Linked DNA regions of Oryzias latipes: region 2 is linked to region 1. Evidence: chromatin contacts called from public Hi-C data. All regions are on one chromosome and are shown on one strand. The core of a region is the stretch at or near the end of the contact, and the rest is flanking DNA. Distances in the headings are between cores, read along the strand shown.

What was found. Hi-C and Micro-C count contacts between places; a contact is called where the count stands out from the background.
Region 2: a contact with region 1 is called in a Hi-C map of gastrula embryo, with 1.8 times the contacts expected there. The contact joins the promoter of LOC101166581 here to the enhancer-like site in region 1. A contact is called at or near these places in 3 of 5 Hi-C or Micro-C datasets (embryo and gastrula embryo).

What each region holds. Positions count from the first base shown.
Region 1 is chr17:21,365,785-21,372,332 of ASM223467v1, forward strand. LOC101166581 (calsyntenin-2) reads right to left here. Exons shown (of 18, transcript XM_011486645.3): 10 at 4,804-4,966. Among protein-coding and RNA genes, the nearest start is that of LOC101156850, 100 kb to the left of the region's middle. Within about 2 kb of position 2,872, at least 1 of the 8 cell types and tissues checked has an H3K27ac peak or open chromatin away from gene starts, as enhancers often do. A contact at or near this core is called in gastrula embryo, where this site is marked.
Region 2 is chr17:21,492,139-21,498,686 of ASM223467v1, forward strand. LOC101166581 (calsyntenin-2) reads right to left here and starts at 3,727. Exons shown (of 18, transcript XM_011486645.3): 1 at 3,512-3,727. The coding sequence starts at 3,716. It overlaps nmnat3 (nicotinamide/nicotinic acid mononucleotide adenylyltransferase 3), which reads left to right and starts at 5,127. Exons shown (of 5, transcript XM_011486648.3): 1 at 5,127-5,210; 2 at 5,838-5,983. The coding sequence starts at 5,869.

The sequences.
Region 1 (6,548 bases), core at 1,622-4,121:
TATGTTATGAAATTAAAGCAGAGACTGGGGAAACTGAAAATGAGTCTTCTCAAGTTCTTCTGTAGCTCCACTATAAGATGGCTTGATTCAGTTGTGTTTCTATATTTCAGGCATCTGAATGTAATTTGTTCAACAGTGCTAAGATTGGGCTCAGCAGCATCGCCTGAACCCTGAAATCGTTCCAGCCTCTGGACTGCTGTCCACAGAGCAGAACCACAGACAGAAACAGCAAATGATGTCAGTCTCAGATGTGTCCGTGTGAAGAGCGCAGCACTGTAAACATGTAGAGCTGAGTCTATCCTGTTAAGCAAACACTCTCCAGTCTCTACAAACCATTAAAACATTTTTGATAATAATTTCCTTATTTCTCTGCTATTCATGCAAAGATTTATGTACAAAAGCTTTTTATTTTATTTACAACAGCATGTACTATTTACATGTAGCTCTTCCGGATAGATACCAGGCTTTTGTTCCATAATATTACACATTTGTCATATATATGTATCTGAAAAGGTCACATTTATTACCACTGCACCTACAGCACATATACAACATTTGCACTGAGTGAATGCTATAATAAAATCCAAGTAAAACAGATGAAAATGCAGCCTAGACTTCTGCACAGATGAGCAGTGTAGTAAAATAATTACTACAGATGGCTAGAAGACGATAATAAATCATGTGGATGCAGATTAAAGACCTAGTCATTTTAATTATTGTGTTTCCTGAATAAAATTGAAACTTAAACTTTATTTTACTTGTAAAGCATTATGAATATTTTTTTATACTAATATAAATGTCTAGTTTAAATTTTCTGCATATTATATTTGTGTATCAGTGTTTTGCAAGAAGCAGTAGTGTACCTCTAAAGCCACAGACACACCAGGCATGTGTGTCTGTAAAAAACGTGCTTTTTTCCCCTGAAAACTCAGTTTTTTTGTATCTCAAACTAACATTGTTGTGAGCAAAAACTTAACAAATCACCCAACGTATTAATGATGCAAAAAACTATGTTTTGTGTGTTAAACATTTTGTAGTGTATTCATGAAAAGCATTTTGAAGACTTAAAGAATGGGGGCAATTAAAAACAGTTTTACAGTATAAAATTTTACAGTTTATAAAATTGTAATGATTTTTGTTTTGATGCAAATAAATGAAATAAAGATCTAATAACTGAATAACAAAACCTTTTTATTTAAGAATTTAACCATTTTGAAGGCTTAATGTCTCGCATTAACCAGAGAGGGGAAAAATAAAAAAAAAAGAATAAAATCAAAGGATCTTTTTTTATTATTGTCTCGGTGAAAATAAGAAAAATATTGTAAAGTTTAGGAGGCCCAAGCTAGCTGCCTCCCCACGCCACAGCAGCTTTGTCTGGCCTCTCGCTGAAAGCCGTTGAAACTCAAAGCCCCTGACGCGTAAATTGCATTTGGTGTGAACGAGCAGGCTGAGAGCGCGCAGCAAAAAATAATAAAATAAAGAATCTGCCACATCATTTGAGAGTGGGCTCTTTTGACTCCCTACCAGGCAGTGATTTTTAAAATAGCTGCTGTCAAGCATGACTCATCACTTAAACGTATCATAATGTCTTTGAACTGGCTGCCAGTGCAAAACTTGTTTTTTATTAAAATTCTGATTCTATGGAAACTATGGAACCATTTCCCACTGGCAATAAGAGGTTACACTCTTGGAGAGTTTTAAAAAAGAATCGTTCCTCAATTGTAGTGCTTTAGCATGTGCCTAGTACTGTTATTACGTTGGTTTATGTGCCTTAAATAGTTATTTTTCTTTTTTTTTATGTTTTCTGACTGTGTAATGTTCTTTGTTAGTTTTTTTCTCTGTGTTTGGGCCTCCTTGGATGGTGGTGGAAAGTGCTTTGAAAATAATTAATGAATGAATGCATGAATAAATAATTAATGCTATCTATATCTCATAAATTAATTTATATTACTAAATGTTCTTTCTGGATTTCATCGAAAGGTTAAAAAATCATCTTCATTTGAATAAACTAAATTTTCTGACTTTACAGAGTTAATTTTAAATGCCACATTTATTTGCTGAGCTATTAAACTTTTTCAAGGGAAGGTCAAAAGCAGAGAAAACTTTATTTATCATCACATAGATTAAGTATTCACAACAAAAAACTGTGTAGTTGTGGAACAGGTCTGGATGATGATGTAAGGGCGTGTTGGATCAGATAATAGCTTTTTTTCCATTGAACATCACTGAAGAGCATGCAGAGAGATGGCTCTGAGTGAAATTATGACATTGATCCAGTCTGCTCTCCTGATCAATGTCTTCCCAGCCTGATCAGGAAGCGATAAGTCAAGCTGTCGAGGCTTCAAGCACAGCGCAGACCGCTCTTTTCTTACTTAAGTGTGTGCCGCAGCAAGCTAAGAAGAAGCACATCGAGCTTCTTTATTTTGATTGATGCCTTTCATTTCCTCCATAAAATCCTCTGTGCTTTTTATGCCCACACATGTGCTTCTTCTTCTTCTTCACTGAATTATCTGAAATACTCCCGCCCGCTCTAAAATCACACACATTTTCTGTTCAAACTCCATGACGATTATTGCAGAAAACTGCTTAAAGCAAAAAAAAGCGCTTATCTTGTTCCTGTTAACCTACTCAGGACGAAGTGCCGACTTCCTTTAGCTCTTAGAGCAGGGAGAGTATTGAGGGAGAGTGTTTTTTACCCGCATGTCTCATTATGTTGTTGATTGTGAGGAAAAGAGGAGAGAGAAATGGCAGACTCAGGCCATTAGCTTTCGCGCTAATGGCCTGCAAAGTTATCAGTTGCAGCTTAGTGAAGCTTAAAGCGGCTTCATTGGGATGTAATAGCTGGCAAACTTGTCCTCTATTCACTTCTGCTAATCCTTCCTTCAGGGCTTTCTCTCGCAATCAGGGATTCATAGAAAGAGGAGTGCGAGAGGGACATGTGAGCCATGGAGGAAAACGATGACAACAAAAAGAAAAATTGCAATCAAGCGGAGGATGGGAGGACATGTAGGCTGCATCTGAAAAGTTGTCATGACCGACGTTCACCGGTGCCATGAGCATTTTATAGTGGAGCAGATCTTCATTTTTGGCTTATGAAGCACTTTGATGCAATTACTCAAGTAATAAACATGGCTGCATTTACTCCACTGCAGTCACTACTGGCTTTCGTCTCCAGCTGTTGGAGCTAACACACAGAATTTCCTGTTGATACCCCCCCCAACTTCAAAGAAGAAGCACTCACAGCCCCGGGGAATAAATCCTAATCCTTTTATTGGTTTGAACAGTGACTCTCCTGCTTTCTCCTCCTCGTTCTGTTTGGGATTCAAATGTAATTTTCAACATCTACCGGCAGTTGTCCTTATTTATTGGTTCAATTTCTCTCTTTGGAATATATTGTGTTGTTACCAATTTTGAGACCGGACCCAAGTGCCTACTTTAAAAAGAAGCTCATTATGATTCATCAGCGGGACTTCCTCAGATTAGGTGGATTTCTTGGAGTGTCATTTAAAAAATATGCTCTAAAATGTGCAATCAAAACTAACAAAGATGGTTAAATTTTCATTTAACCATTTAAATTTTTCATTTAAAAATGAAAATTTAACCATTATTGTTAGTTTTGATTGCATATTTTAGATCATATTTTTTAAATTAATCATTTAAAATTCGATCATCTTTACAACTTAAAAAATGTAGCCATTAATCATTTATATAATTTAAATCAAAATATTAAAATCATTTAAAATTCGATCATCTTTTGATCTATTTTTAGCATTCTCAGTGGTCTTTTAATTTTGATCATGCTGTTTTTAGCCAAAGTAGAAAAAAAGGCCACAAAGCTAAATCAGGGTCAGGAAGGCTTGGGTCAATAACGGGTTTGGGAGCATCAGAGAAACAAAAAGAATAGTCAGGATCCAGGCGCGATTCGGGGCAGGCGGCAAGCAAACGCAGTCAGAGACGAAACAGGGTCAGGAAAGAGAAGATCAGTTCTAGATAGAGTGGCACAAACAATACTTTAAGCCTCAATGCAGTGCTCAAGTATACAGTGAATGATTGCACATGAAAGTCAGATATGTGGCATCCAGAAACTGTGCGCTGGGGTTGCTGGGAAATGAAGTGCATTAAGAACTCTGGAGAGTGTTCCCGCCGGTGACCAGAGGGGGAGACAGAGCTGTGACTTCTGACAGTTTTCTAGGACATAGTTTTTGCAGAGCAGCAGTAGTTCATTAGAAATTCACCTCTGGGTTTTCGGCAGGACTGTTGATGCAGAGTAAACCCACGCCACTTCCCTTCATCCATCTGTTTACAGACTGTCCCACTAGCTTACAGCTCCTCACAACCCCAACCTAATATTACCTGTGCAGCAAAATTGCAATATTGGTGCTATCCAGCCAGAGTTTTGAGCCAGATGTCGGCTCCGACGAAGAAAATGAAGACGTTGTATCAGAGCAGGGAGATTGTTGCCTACTCAGTGTATTTCTGACATAACAAATACAATCTTTTTCAATTCACAATTCACAATTTGAATAAAGAAAAACTCAGAAATTCAGTTTAAGCTTCATTTTCATTATTTATGTTCTCCATTAAAACAAAACTATACAAGAACATTAAAAACATCATTCTCATCAGAGTGGGTCTTTAAGCCAAAAGAGCAGGGTTGAAAATTTGCAGCAGTCAGATTTAGTTAGAGCTGCAAACAGCACACCTTGAAGCAACTGCAGCTGGAGTTTCATGTCTTATTTGATCCTATTTGATCTATGGATTCTGCTTCCAGAAAAAAAAAAGCCATCACAAGCTGGCACTGACCTTGCCAGCAGGCGCCTACAGTCAGCTGTGTATCAATCTTTGAGGCATGGATCGGCCAGTCATCCGTCACCAGGTAGGGCTCATAGGTCACGCCATCCACAAAAAGAGTCACCGCAGGAAATTCCACATTGATTACATAATAGTGCCACTCCTTGTCACAGATCTGCAAAGCAGGAAGAAAAATCAACATCAGGCTTCCACCCTATGAGTCAGAAGTTGATCTGCATTCACATAAAAAAGTGTCTTACTCCAATATAGAACATCTTGAAAACACTTCCCATGGAACTAAATATTTTTTGAAAGTGTTATTGGGTGTTTATGTTTACAGGCTGCTAAAGATGATGTTTACATTCCAATCGTGTGGTTAAAATTGAAAGTGCATCCTTCAGTGTTCCCTCCTCGTCTGTCTACCTTCAGTGAATGACAGTGTCATTTAGCCCTCTTGTCACTCCTGGATCGTACGCTCCATGTCGTTAGACAGCTAATGAGGTTTCTAACTAATGAGCTGTTTAGGAAAGACTCACATAGACAGCTGTGGTCGCACGTCTCACAAAACATGTATTAAACATTCTGCTGGGGCTTTTTTGTTTTTAACCCGTGAAGGTTGGTTTTTATCTCACGGATTTGCAGTTTATCCAATTTATCCAATTCTATCCAAAAATCAATGTTGTTTGGCCATGAAAATAGTTTTTAGTTAACTATTAATTAAAACTAAAAAATATGACACCTTTTCAATAAAAGTTAATCAATCCTACATTAAAAACCCAACAGAAAATGTATTTTTGCCTCAAATCCTCCCAAGAAATTGCTTTCAAATCAAAATTGCTTGATAGATTTAGAAAAATTGATTTAGTTTTTTCTAAGTGAAGCTTAATTAAACTAGAATAATTAATTTTCTAAACCCAGCCATTATATTCTCTAACTTCACCAGAAAACAGATAGAAAAATAATTCTGGAGATGCACGTCAGTGTAAAACTTCATAGTTGCAATGCATATTGTCTTAAAAGACATGCAAAGTGCAGCCAACCGTAACCTTACATACATTTGGAAAGCAGGAGAAATTAGAAAAATACATCTATGAGCAAACAAGTCCCTTTTTTTAACTTGTTTTGTACCTTTAGTAAACATTTTTTGGTGAGCCAACAAAAGTTGTCTTTGATAAATTAAATATCAGACCTAAATCCAGTAACAAACCTTCAAATTAAAGAATAATGGCACAGTTAAGGTGGAATTTTTAGTCTTAATTGTATGCTTTCATGGCAGTCTTCTAAACAGCCATGGTGCAAGCTGGTTAAAAATAAAATAATAATAATCATGGCAATGATCAAATGCTACATCTCAAGAGAAACTCAAGTTCTTGCGGATGAAATATATGACAGTAACAAAGAGAGTTTCTCTTTAATCTATTTTTCATGCAGTTCATCTTTTTCTTCCTCATCTTTGAAAAATAATAACTGTATGACGGAGCTTCTGAAAGAGCCAGAGCGACAAATGATGTCTTTTAGTTTATATGCTAGTCTTGGAACAATTGCAAAGGTAACCACATTGCCTGCAAATCCATTCTAGGAACCTTCAGAGCACACGCAATCAATAATTTATGGCATAAATATGACAGCACAAAGGGATCAATCAAAATGTCAGGAAGAAGAGCTTCGAGGCGAGAAAAGGAAGAGAAAATTTGATCAACTTTGTCCATAAAGTACCAAAATGTATCTGTAGACATGCTTACTGGAATTAAGGAGCA
Region 2 (6,548 bases), core at 2,477-4,976, 130 kb after region 1:
CACATCACTCGTACAATTTATATCCTGGCATGGATAATGTAGCTGGACGGCTCTGTTGAAAAGAACCCCATAAATCTGATCTTGTTTTCAGTCTTTATCCGTTTCTTTTATTTTTCCCCAGCACCTCTTAGATCCTCTCTGTGACTGTTCTTCAGCATTTATCTGCTCTGGTCCGTTTCCCAGCTTCTTATGTAAAAGGTATTGAGCAGGAAGCCTTTGTGTCATACAGAATAGAAAGTGGGTTCTTGCAATGCCAATGCATCCAACACATCCGCAAAGTTATTTTTAGAAAGCCTCTTGTTTAACATTAGAAACATATATTATTATGTAATTTTGTCATTCAAAGTGCTTCTTAATTCAATTTATTTATGCTGCAGATGCAGCTGTTATACTACGTTACCACTGAGCGAGACGTCTGTTCTTAAACGCGCATTTTTAAACGCACACTTAGCATATGGTCTTCACACTGGACTGTTGCTAACCAATTCTAGCGCATGTCCGCCACCTACATTTGGAAAGTGCATGGTGCGAAATGTTAAAATGGTGCAATCTTGCTCCAGGCTTTTTCTTTTACAGCTCTGTTCTGATATATGAAAGACTTAGTGTCATAATTCCAGCCAGGCACAAACAGCAGTTAGTATGTTCTCCTCCATGATCAATTTTCATACGGTGGGCACTTCCGTGAATTAAAAATGATGCCATCCATACCTTACTACCAAATCCAAGTCCTTGATTAGCCAAAGCTCGACCTGGTTTAACATTATATCCGAGTTCTATAGCCACTTGTTTTGGACAAAGAGCCCAAAAAGGTCTTGGCACGTGAACACACACGAGTTTTGAATGTGGTAGCCCAAAATACGTATTTATATAAACTTTTCGTTCTGAACGTGATGGCTTGAATGCGCGTTGCTGAGGGCATCATGAACGTTGCTTTAGAAGCAGGGATTGAAGACAATTTCTGTTCTGAAAATGGACAGGATGCTAGTATGTGTAGCAGAAATAACACCTGCTACACAGGTCTTTTTTTGAACAAATTGAAATTTGTTCAATCTGCTGCAGAGCAGCATCCAGCTGAAATGACACTAATGGACAATATTCATTTTCCATTGTTGCTAGATTCTGCTACAAAACTTCCTCCAGTTGGTTATGTAAGGGATGATGGCCGAGGAAGTGTGCATTATCAGAAATTGACGCACGGCGTGGAAGCTACGCGCTGAGCCGGCACCGACCTCGACTGCAGCGGCAAAGGAAAGCGAGATATAAGCTGGTAATCATGGTGGGTTAAATAAAGCATCAGTTCAGAGAGAAAGTTCACTTCTTACCGCTTGTTTTTTTCCAGATGAAGAAGCAAAAGTTTAATCCACACCCAGCAGCCAATCAGAATCGAGTATTCACCGGACCATGGTATAATGCATGTTTTAGGTCTTTCACAAGAGATGAGATAATGTTAAATACACATTGACGTTTTTAATAAAATCACATGTTGGATCAGTCATTATATATATATATATATATATATATATATATATATATATATATATATATATATATATATAAAACTGTTTATAAAAGAATTATTTAATTTAAAATTATTCACTGTTTATCATAAAAGTGGACATAGGATATAGTTTCTGCATAACAGTAGTCAGTCTAAATGCTTCTTTGAGTTCTGTGCTCATTTCCTATCAACCTCTTTGTTTACACGCTCTCCTGCTGGCTTATAGTCCTTCACAACCCCGAGCTAATATTAGCGGTGCAACAAAAATGGCGAGCAATATTGGAGCTGTCCAGCTGTACAGTTTTGAGCCAGATGCCAGCTCAGACAAAGGAAACAAAGATGTTCATGGATCTAGTGGATGCATCAGAATGGAGCAGAGCAGGGAGCTCGCGGCTTGCCATAGTAATTTGCATGTCACACTTAGAAGCTTTTTTCAAAAGCATTTGTGCATCTGCCCCTGATTCACAACAGCATAATGAAAACACCAAAACATCTTTTCATTGGAGTGATTCTTTAATTTAGCACCACCTTGAGTGGAAAAAAAAACATTGAAGAATATTATTTGGTATTAACAAAGCATGAAGGGGTTAATCCGTCATCTGTTTGTCTTTGTTTTCAAGCACAAGAGGTCATTTTTTTACCTCACTAGCCATGCTTACCTTTCTGTAGTCCTAAAATACATTTTTCACAAATAAAGACATGGAAAGATTTAAAATTCTAAAGAAAAAAAACAATGGCACAAGTCTACACTGTTGCAAAACCAAGTTCTGTTTACTCAGTTCGAAAAAAAAAAAACGGAAAAAAAGAAACTCCAAAGTCTCAACAGCAAATAGCCCTTTCATTAAGCTTTCTCTCTTGCTCTTGGCGACATGTTGGATTTCTATAAACAGTAAAAATAATGATAATGTTTGCCGGAGTGCAGACAGCCAGCCAGCCTGGCGCTCTCACTCCAGAGACCCAATTAATAGCACTGTAAACCCCAGTTCTTCTTCATTGGCAACACCAGTCCCTGTTTGTGTGTTTACGTGTGCGAGTGAGGGAGTAAGACAGACAGAAATAAGACGAAAAGGGGCATCACAGAGTGAGGGTGTGATTAAAAATCAGCACTCTGCCCATGGCCGCCCTCCCAGAGACCTGCTCAATACATGCACAAATCGATAGATAACCAACCAATCGCGAACGCTCAACAGAAGTATCTCAGCCTTACACATGTATTGTTAATGAAAGATTTCAAAGATCAGAAGGGAGACATTTTGACTGTTTGCTATCTAAGACCATGTTAGAGCTGGGAGGAAGTTATTCATTCATTAAGCCCATAACAGAAAAAAATCACAACAGTTCGGTTACATTTTCCAATTTAACTGAAAGTTTCTCCTTTCAAAAGACCTGATATTTGTTACGATCAAATGTCTGAGATCCCAAATGTAACAAAACATTCAAGAAGTTAATGTTTATTTTTCTAGGTCTTTAGTTTTTCCACTGATAAAGAGCAAAAATTATTACATCCTTCAACTTCCTGGAAATGCTTTTTTTTTTAAGTTGTTTCTAAGACATCCACACTCTAAATTCCCAAATGAATCTCTACTGATTATTATTGATAGCTGATCTAATACCAAACATAACAAGAATGATCTTCTTTTTGCTACAGCTCTCATAAGCAGTGTGACTTACTACATGTTTGTACTTAAAATTATCAGATAATAAATAAACTCAATGAACAGGCATAAAAAATCAAACCATCACTCTAATTAAATACTTTTTGGTTTTTATTCCTTGATCATAACTAACCTCATTATTAGAATAATGTCAAAGAAAAAAGCATATTATCAATGCTCTAAATCTTTAAGAACTGAAAGAAAAATCTCCGAATAATAACATCAAAGAAAGAATCAGCCAAGTTCTTGCACAAATCTAGTTGCTCTTCGATCCAACTTCTGCAACTGCAACGTTTAAAATAAAAATGCAAATGATATACTTAAAAAAATAGTTTTGGCCTTATCTTCTTTTTCCTACCTTTTCCTGCCAGAGCGCAGGAGTGGCCCCAGAACAGCCAGAAAAGCACAAACGGGAACCCGCGTGTCTTCATGTTGTTGCGATGTCTCTCCGTCTCCTGCTCGCCTCCAAATCCTGGCTCTCCCACGGAGCACGAACGCTTCTCAGCTGGCCACGCACGCCAGGGACCGTGGGCAGGTCGAGAGACAGTCACTGAGACAGTCATCGAAAAGAGAGAGACTGACACCCGCTGACGTTTACCCAGCGTCAACTAGACTTCCTTTCCGGAATTGTTTTTTCAAAATAAAACTCTTATTAGAGAGGATGTTTCCCCAGTTTCGATAAAGACAAAACGACAGGCCTCGTCTGCATAGGGGGGAAATAAAAACAATCTATACGATATTGCATTTATTATATCTGCTTGAAATATGTTTTGTTCGACGATTGATACATCTGTGGAGTTTTAATTTGACAAGCAAAGTCCTTCTCATTGGTGAAAGTCTGAATCTGTTGGGCTGACTTGACGATGCAGAGAAAAATTACCTGGGGTGGACAAATGACCTGTTTGAGCCAAAGACTGAGTAAAATACCAACCAAATAATACTGATAAAAAAAAGAATGCAAAATGGTTTTCTCCTTACTTAGAAGCAAACTCATTTTAATGAATGTAATACTAAAAACAGCTGTGGCAGTGATCTGTACCCTAATTAACGTGATTAATAGTGCTACTGTACTTTACACAAGCACATTTTAATGATTGTATTCAATATTAAATAAATGCTATTGAAATACCTAATTATCTTACTCTTCTGGTGTTAACAGTGTGTAAATAAAAAAGACTACTACTACTATTCAAAGAGAAAAATCACATAATTTTGAAGACTAATTAACATAAAGCACACAAGCTGACAATAAAGGTAGTCATATTTATTTACAGTTGTTTACTGAACCTCAGGGCAGAGACACAGGAAGCTATGACGTTGAAAGCTGATTTTCTTTTTTTAAATGTTTCAGAACTTTGAATTTTCTTTTGTTTTTGTACTTTCTAAGACATTAGTTGAGCAGCAGGCACTTACATGTGCTACGTCATTCCCAAAAAATATATATCTGTTTCACAAGACCCACAAATCTTGTCAATGTGAACAATTAATATTTATGGTTTTTTTCTGCTAGTATTGTTTATACTGCCACTATAATAATATCATGATCCACAACGCAAAATTTTTTGCTCTAATTACACATGCATATTTTTTTAATGGGAAAAGTTACATTTAGACCATGGAATATTATATAATATATATTTACTTACTAAACTATATTTACTTACTTATTAACCTTTAAAATGATTAATGTACCTCTTTGGAAATGTAGAGGTAATTTAAAAAAAATTCTGTCTCGTTTTTGTTTGCAGTTTCTTGATTAAATAAACACACTGATGAATATATTTTTTTAATCATTATTTCTGCCCCAGTTTGAAAGTCACTGCATTATTTGTGGTCCTTTATTCTGGTCTCTATAACCCATTTACATTGTTTAGTGTTCTAAAAATTCACTCAAATGACTCAATTTAGAACCATGGAGAGCTCCCTTTGCACAAATTTTGAATTTCTATCCACCAGGGGTCGCACTTTAGCAACACGTTCCCAGCGGAACCATCGACGGAAAGCTTGAACTCGGGGAGGCATATGCATGTGACGCACTAACCAAATGCACCAAGAAGGTAATCAAATCACAAAATCATATTACATTTTGATTGAAGTGGATTGAAGAGTCAGAGTAATGGTAGCTTAAAGTGTTGATTCCACTGATTTAGTCAGATTAATTTGTCATTTTGTAATATAGTTTTGTGAGCTAATCGCTAAAGCACCCCGTTAGTCAGACGCAGCTGGTTTAGGTTAACACTACAGGTTTAACATATATGATTTTTTTAAAATTGGGTATTGCTATTATCTTTTTAAGATTTTTTTTACAGGAATTTCCTGGCTGTTCGTTTGATTATTTCTACCTCCCGTAAAACGTACTGTACTAGTACTACAACATTAGCTTCCCCTGTATACCAAAAGCCTTTAGTATTAATGTTTGAATTTTGTTTCCTGACACGCAGATGCATATCTATGTTTATGTGTTTCTCTGTCAGCCTTGTCACGTGATCATAATAAAATTCAGACTGTAGCTGCTGCATTCAGACTGTTCCAGATGACAGTTTATTCTTTTCAAATGAGACAGCTGCTATTTAACATAAAAATATCTGATTGGTTTGATTTTCTGCATCTTCTCTGAATATTTCTGATGTATGCGGCTCTCTGAACTATAACATTATTGAGACAAGTTTTGTCTTTCCTTTCAGGTTTATTAACCAAGGAGTGGGAGGGTTAGTCATGATGGTCACCCGCCGTGTTCCTCTGGTTTTGTTAGCCTGCGGCTCTTTTAATCCAATCACTAACCAGCATATGAGGCTGTTTGAGCTGGCCAGAGACCATCTGCACGCCACAGGTCAGACTCAGAGGTCACAAAGATCTGATGAGGGGCTTGTGTGTTTTAATCAGTCTTTCCAATCAATCTCCTGTCAGATCTATTATATTATTTTATTTATAAAATTCTATAAAACGCTTAATTTTTAAAAATACATTGTATCAAAAGTGCATAATAGTGCAAACACTTTTTTAGTATTAAAAAATACTGAATGTTTTTCCTTTATTCACTTACTCAGTGTTTGAATCAGGCTCTTCTGTTCTTGTCAAATGAACAAGAAAGCAATAATGATTTTTTTAAGGCAAATTAGAGAAGATAAAGCACAAAAAAAAAATATTATTTAGGACTTATATGGTTGGTACTTATCAAAGTTGAAGTGATAGAATTGTTTATGCAGTATGAAGTTGTAAAAGTAATCAAATTAATTCACAATATGGTTTGTTGCACAGAAAATTAAATATTTAAACAACATTAATTGTTTGTATATTAGCACCGATGGGATTACAAGACCCAAAGACTAAAAGAAAAGACAGAAAACAACAACAAAAACATCAAATATATGAAAACCTCTAATGCAGAAACCATG